Linked DNA regions of Sus scrofa: region 2 is linked to region 1. The links are chromatin contacts, called in public HiChIP or PLAC-seq maps. All regions are on one chromosome and are shown on one strand. Each heading gives the region's core, a stretch centred on a gene start, on an enhancer-like site or on the middle of the called end of the contact. The rest is flanking DNA. Distances are from core to core; before and after follow the strand shown. Region 1 holds the start of PATL1 (protein PAT1 homolog 1). Region 2 holds the start of MPEG1 (macrophage expressed 1).

Region 1 (3,292 bases), core at 304-2,803:
GCCTTAAGTGCCACCGGGTGGGTGCAAGGCTCTCAATGCCGAGCCCCACCGGGGGTACGGTGGGGTGGGGGGTGGTTGGTTACCGCACTTAACGGGCCCTCCCCACCCCCAAACAGAGGTCAACTCTCCTCAGTAGCAACTGATAGGACAGTCCCGCCCCCACGAAGCCAGCTCACAGCCCTTGGACTAAACCCGCGACCCCAGAGCCCACACACTCTGCTCGGTCCTGCCGGCCCCTCCGCCCCCCCTTTTCCCCCCGAGGGGCGCGGACCGACGCGCTGAGCGTGAGAGAAACAGAGAGGGGGGCGCGTGCCGGCGGGAGGGAGGGGTCACTTCCGGTCGCAACAGCTCACCTCGTAGCGGAACATTCTTGGGGAGGGGGGGGAGGGAGCGGGGAGGGGAATGGGGGAGGGAGGGAAGAAGCGCTGACTCTCCGGGCTCCTCCGCGCGCGGGTCCTCCACCGGCTCGCGACCCCTGGCCGCCGCCGTACGCCGGAGCGTGCGTGGGAACGTGCGCAGGCGCGCCTCGGGGAGGGCGGCCGCCCCGCTCCGCGCCCGGCGGCGGCGGCTGCGCGGGGACAGATTTGGCGTCCCGCTTCCTAGTCTCGGCGGCGGGAAGGAGGTCCCGTGGCGAGAGACTGCGCACGCGCCACCCGTCGGGGGCTTCCTCGCGATCCGAACCTGTAGCTCCGCCCCCGGCTTCTCTGCGCCCGCCCGACGCTGAGGTTCGAGTCACGAGTTTTCCGTCACCGACGGGGCGGAGAAAAGCCTTGTGATTGTCACAGGATATGGCTTTGGAGAGTCCCAGGCTTAGCTTAGGCTGGGAGAAATGGACATTCCTGGGCACTTTTTCCAGCGTCCAACACCGTCTTCGGGTTGCTTGGCGGTCTTCACGACATACGATAGGCACCGAGTGGAGGGGAAAAAAGTTAAAGTTCAGGTCATCGAAAGGGGCTGAGTTCGTCGCCACTTTCAGCGGCACGTCACCCGCTGAGTCAACAGCAGGTCAGGGCTGTGATTTATGTGTCTCAGAGATGAAGGCTTTTTTTTCCTCTTTTCTTTAAACCGAAGGCTTATTAGGGAGGTTCAACCAGGGAGGTATTTTTAGGGCTCAGGCACATCAAGCGTGTGGAGTGAGGGAGCCAAAAAAGGCAGCACAGCCGTGGGCAGCAAGGTCATCGAGGCTGAGTGCGCCGTAGGGTGACACCACCTCCTTAGAGGATCAGGACCAGAAAAGCATTTGTCCAGGTGCCTTGGCAGCCTGTTTTCAGAAGTCTCTTTGGAGAACTGTTATCTCCGCTAGCCGAACTCACTCTTTCCCCTTGAAGACTAAACTTGGCTACGAAATTTAGTCCTTGCACCACGAATTCTTGTGCAGTTTCGCAACTCCTTTCTCCGGTGTCTTAAAGTGCAGCCTCGCCTGGGAGTGGCATAGAGTAAATTCCTTACGTGGTGGTATGACCGGATTAATCAGAGCCTGAGTAGTGGAAACTTGGATTTGGAAATAGAAGTTCTGGGTGGGAATCAGTGCTTTGCCACTGGGCCGTCAGATTTGGGGCAAGTTACCTAAACGTGTCTGAGCCTTAATTTCTTTGGAAAACGGGATTAATGATACCTGCCTCACAAAGTAGTGGTTCAATGGCATGATGATTCCAGTAGTACTTCTACTGATGGTTGAAGTCTGCCTTATGCCAATCCGGTGAGGTAGGTGGTATTATTTTCTCCATAGATGAGGAATTTGAGGATTAGAGATGTTAAGCAGTTTATCCTAAACCACTCAATGGCAAGCGGCAACCAGGTCTCTCATTCCAGAAACCCAGTCTCTTAATCATTGTGACAGTTTAACAAAAGAGGATATTTACATGGGACAGACCTAAATGTTAAAGTGGAGCAGGCTGGGGATAAGATGATAACTTTTAAGCACGCATAGAACACTACAAAAGTTCATGTATTAGGTAGGGGCACTTCTTAACAGTGAGAATTGGTGCCATATAGACCAAAGGTTGGGAAAGTGTGACCCACAGCCAAATCTGCTTAGCTGCCTTTTTTTTTCAAAGTAAAGTTTTGTGGGAAGACGGCCATCTTCATTTATTTACATATTGTCTTTAGTTGCTTTGGGGCAACAAAGGCATAATTGAATACTTTCAATGGAGGCTATTTGGCTAGCAAAGCCTGAAATAATTACTCTGGCCCTTTACGGAAAGAGTTTGCTGATTCTAGATGTTGCAGATCAAGTTTTCTGATCATTATGTCAGAATTTTTTTTTTTTTTTTTTTTTTTTTTTGGCTGCACTGGTGGCAAATGAAGTTCCCGGGCCAGGGATCAAATCCAAGCCACAGGTGTGACCTTTGCCACAGCTGTGGCAACACCAGATCTTTAACTGGATCTGCACCAGGCAGGGAATGGAAATTGTGCCTCAGCAGCGATTGGAGCCACCTCAAATACAACACTGGATACTTAACCTACTGTGCCACAATGAGAACTCCAGACATCAGAACATTTTAAAAAACTCCACACTTCTAATTAATGGACTGCTTGAGAAAACATAGTGGAAAGTAGATAAACTTATTAACGTATAAAGACTTGAGATACAGCTAAAGCAGTTTCTATGAGAGAATAGGAAAGCCTGAATGTAAATGAACTATAGGATGATGTCAAAGAAAGGATAAATAAGGAAATAGTAAAGAGCAGAAATGAAAGAAACAGAAAACAAGATAGAGATGGTCGATAAAATTATGTTTTTCTCATGCAACAGCTGTCTTTGAGGGAGATGAATGAGGGCCACTTTAGGCAAATGTATTTTCTTGAGCTGTGTAGGCCCATTATTAAGATGGAGAGGGTAAAAATTCTTTTCACAAGTAATTCTTTCGAAATAAGATATGAGGCCTTTGGAGAGTGTCTCTTGAGTGAGTGGAAGAAAAGTCTCTCCTGCACACCAGCTAGGTGGAAAAGGCGATTGACAGTTGAGAGGCGACATCAATTAGCATCGCTATCATGCTTTCTCTGGCCTTGCCATCCTTTTTCCAAAGGTTGTAAAAAAAATCCACTGCGGTATTTACAGATTCTATACATCCTATTTCTTAGATCATGGTAAAGGAACAAAATGTACTTTTTGTGAGCCTAGTTTCAGATGATGTATTAATTTTCATCAAGTAATGTACAACAAGTGTTATACAACAGCTTCACCAGGAGGGCTTGTTAAAATAGACTCCTGGGAGTTCCCCTTGGGGCTCTTTGTTAAGGACCTAATGCTGTCTCTGTGAGGGTGTGGGTTTGATCCTTAGTTTCACTC
Region 2 (3,292 bases), core at 400-2,899, 370 kb before region 1:
CGTAGTCCTGCGAGGCACATATCTTGAGGTTCTCAAAAAGTCTCAAGGGAAAATAGCCAGCTGGACACGACTGTGCGTTTGTCAAAGGGTTGATGCTCTTACTGCTGAAGAGGCCCCCAAAAAGTAGCCCTGAGTTTTCTGACACTTGGCCACTGGCCACACACCAAAAAGCCCTAAACTCAGCCTTGGCCACCCGGAACACATCTTCACACACCGTCTTGCAGAAAATGAGGAGAGTGCACTTCTGTGAACACTCCAGGCGGTTGTAACCCTCCTCATGGGTCTGGGTCAGCAGGCGGATGGGGGAGTAGCCAGAAGGGCAGGAGAAATCACCTGTGAGTGGATTCTTCTGCTCCAAGTTTTGGCAGAGTTGGACAAACTCATTCCCTGAGAGCTGGGTGCATTGCTGATAAACTCCACCAAAGGAGAAATTGGTCATTTTCCCCTCACAGGAGCCATCATCCACGTTGGCTTGGAAATTGAAGTTAGGCGAGTTGAGATCTGTGCAGCCAGGGTAGGTGTTGAAGGTGTAATAGCGTCTCACAGCTGTCTCCACCGTCTTTGACAGCTTTTTCACCAAGGGCCCTGGCAAGTCAGGCAGCCTGTCGGGGTTGATGAAGAAATGCAGAGGCAGGCCAGCACGGTCCACGGCCACCAGGTGGTTGGTGATGCCCTGCTGCCAGGCTTGGAGGGTGATGCCTGGGTAAAAAGGGAGCCCTCCGATGCTTTGCACCCTGGAGTTGGTTCGGTTGGAGAGGTAGTTCTTGGTGAAGTCATTCTGGGAGATGTAGCTCTCCTCAAGTTTGAAGTTCACGATGTTTAGGAAGGTGATTCCAGCAGATGAAGTCACAGCACTGTGGCTGCTCTGGCTGTCCTGGAGGAAGGAGGATCTGATGTGGTCCTCCTGAATGAGAGTAGCGCCCGCATCCACACTGGTGATGACATGGGTACCATAGTTGAGGACCAGGAGTTCCGCCAAGTAGGTGGCCATCCGTGTCTGGTTGTTCTCCAGACGTTCAGAGATGTCCATGAGCTCCTTTTTAAACCCCCAGCTTAGTTCTGCATCTGGGTTGATTTTGACCGTGTAGACCAGGTTTCTTAGCTGAACCTGGGTAGTCACAGCTTGATCCTTCACCTGGAGGCTCTTTATCCTCTGGAACTCAGGTGAGAACTTGCCATTGACTTTGGAAAAAAGAGAGAGCTCCATGTTGATGGAGTAAGAGGTGGTGCTCTGGTAATTGACCCAGGACTCAAGGATTTTTGAGTTCATCTCCAGGTTGCTCTGTTTCTGGGGAATGGTGAAGATCTCGTCAGGGACAATGTACTGTCCATCCTCTGTGGTCTTGCAGTGGGTGTACGTCAGGTCCATCACCCGTCCCATGTCCACATTCCGAAGATTATCCCAGCCACCTCCTGGTAGGACTTCCAGGACAGGTAGTTTTAAGGCATTCTTGCATTTTTGAAATCCAGCCTCAGCTGCCTCTCCCAGAGATGTGTCCGTTTTAGCCCACACTGCCACTGCCCAGATAAGGATGGCACCCCTGAAGCCGTTCATGGCTCAGACAGCCCCAGCCTGTCACGTCAGCCCTCAGCAACAGCCAGCGAGCTCTGTGCAGACTGAACTGCTTGGAAAGAAAGTCGTTGCTGAAACAAAAAGTTCAGCAGTTCTAAAGCCACTGGTTCCTCTTTAGGCTAGTCTAATCGCAAATGGGGAAATGAGAGTGAGTTGGAATACGAAGGTCCATCGATGTGTTGAAGAGCATTGTATTCTACTACATATGCGAATGCAGCCCCATATCCATAATCCTGAACTTCCCAGAGGTTCCCTACTTCCTTCAGCCCCAAGCTGGCTACTCTGCAGCAGTAGTGGACACTTAGAAAAAGTACAACCCCATGCTTTACTCTTAACTCCATGTGAGATTTCTGGCTTTGAAAGAAAGCTTGGATTTTGCTTTTTTTTGGTTCACTCTCTTGATATTTCAAATTTTCCCTACCTCCTCTCTCCTGGGACTTCAATACCAGTTTCCTTTTCCTGTGTGTAGGGGTTGGCAATAAGTTGGTGCCTATTGCTTTTATTGTTTCATTTCATTGTTAAGTTCGTGTAACCAGCATAGGTGCATCAAAATGAATGTAGCTCTTCATGACTCAAGTTTTCTAAGACAACAGCTCATTTGTTATATCATTAGGAGAAGAAAATTTCATGACTTTGCTTTTGTGTGCTAATGCTAAATCAGTGTAGGAAACTGCACGATTTAGAACAGTGTTTCTAGGCCATTGATCGAGAACCAGGCTTAACTGAAGCCCGGCTCTGTCAACTCTTTGGGACAACTCATACATTGAGTGGTACCCAGGGAATCCATAGGAGTTCACAGAAGCTCTCAATTGCACCCTCATGGTTCCCCAAATCATACCATGAACCAGAGGGAGTGCTGAGCCTGAAAAGATCACGTTTGAATTCACAGACAACCTGTATGCATTCTGAAAAGGTTTCAAGGAATTGTATTATAGCACATTATCACTGATGCAGCTGACAAGTGTGTGCAGAAATAATGAGGCCAGTTTCCCAGCTTCACAGGCAGAGCATCACTAATTATTCATAAAACCATGATGGTGTTCCGAAAACCCAGAAATACCATATTCTGGGTCTATTCATGCCTCAGTTATCATGCTCTGGGGAATTCATTTGCACTCAAGGGGGATTAATTAATGAACCAGTATCTGTTTTATATTTGGCTAGAGAAGCAAGTCTCTATGCAGTATGTCCTGGTTAATTTGTAAATCATTTAGCTATAAGTTTATAGCTCAGTAGAATGATCCTAGAATGAGAAAAATTAGAGTTGAATACCTTGCATATTTCCAAAAAGTCTGTTGAAATATCCACATACTTCCCTTCAAACTACTTCAGGGCTAGTTCATCAGAATCAGACAACTCTTACTGTTTCGGAGACCTACTGACAATTTCTTACTTTTTGCTTTTTTTTTTTAATAGATTGTGATGAGACCTCATTCTGATTTAATGAGAATGCAAGCAAAGTAAATATAGATAATTCTATATTCAAGTGTTCCTATATCTCTAAACACCTGGCCATTGTCTTTGGGGGACGCTGGTAACAGTTTTCCTCTTTATTTTTATCGTAGCAAAAAACTGAAAATAGCTAAAAGAGCCAACAAGAGTGAAATTATATCTCATCCATAAGACAAAATATTCGGCAGACATCCTAATTATATATTCAAAAGATTTTAATAACAAAGAAGATTCTTCAGCCTTAATGTTAAGTGACAAAAGCGTGAT

What was found. HiChIP or PLAC-seq counts read pairs in DNA pulled down with a chosen protein or histone mark.
Region 2: a contact with region 1 is called in an H3K27ac HiChIP or PLAC-seq map of alveolar macrophages. The contact joins the promoter of MPEG1 here to the promoter of PATL1 in region 1. A contact is called at or near these places in 1 of 47 Hi-C or Micro-C datasets (embryonic fibroblasts) and 1 of 2 datasets of contacts at active chromatin or transcription factors (alveolar macrophages).

Annotation. Positions count from the first base shown.
Region 1 is chr2:11,825,077-11,828,368 of Sscrofa11.1, reverse strand. It overlaps PATL1 (protein PAT1 homolog 1), which reads right to left and starts at 1,553. Exons shown (of 19, transcript XM_021082992.1): 1 at 354-1,553. The coding sequence starts at 368.
Region 2 is chr2:12,192,660-12,195,951 of Sscrofa11.1, reverse strand. MPEG1 (macrophage expressed 1) reads right to left here and starts at 1,649. Exons shown (of 1, transcript NM_001267892.1): 1 at 1-1,649. The coding sequence starts at 1,555.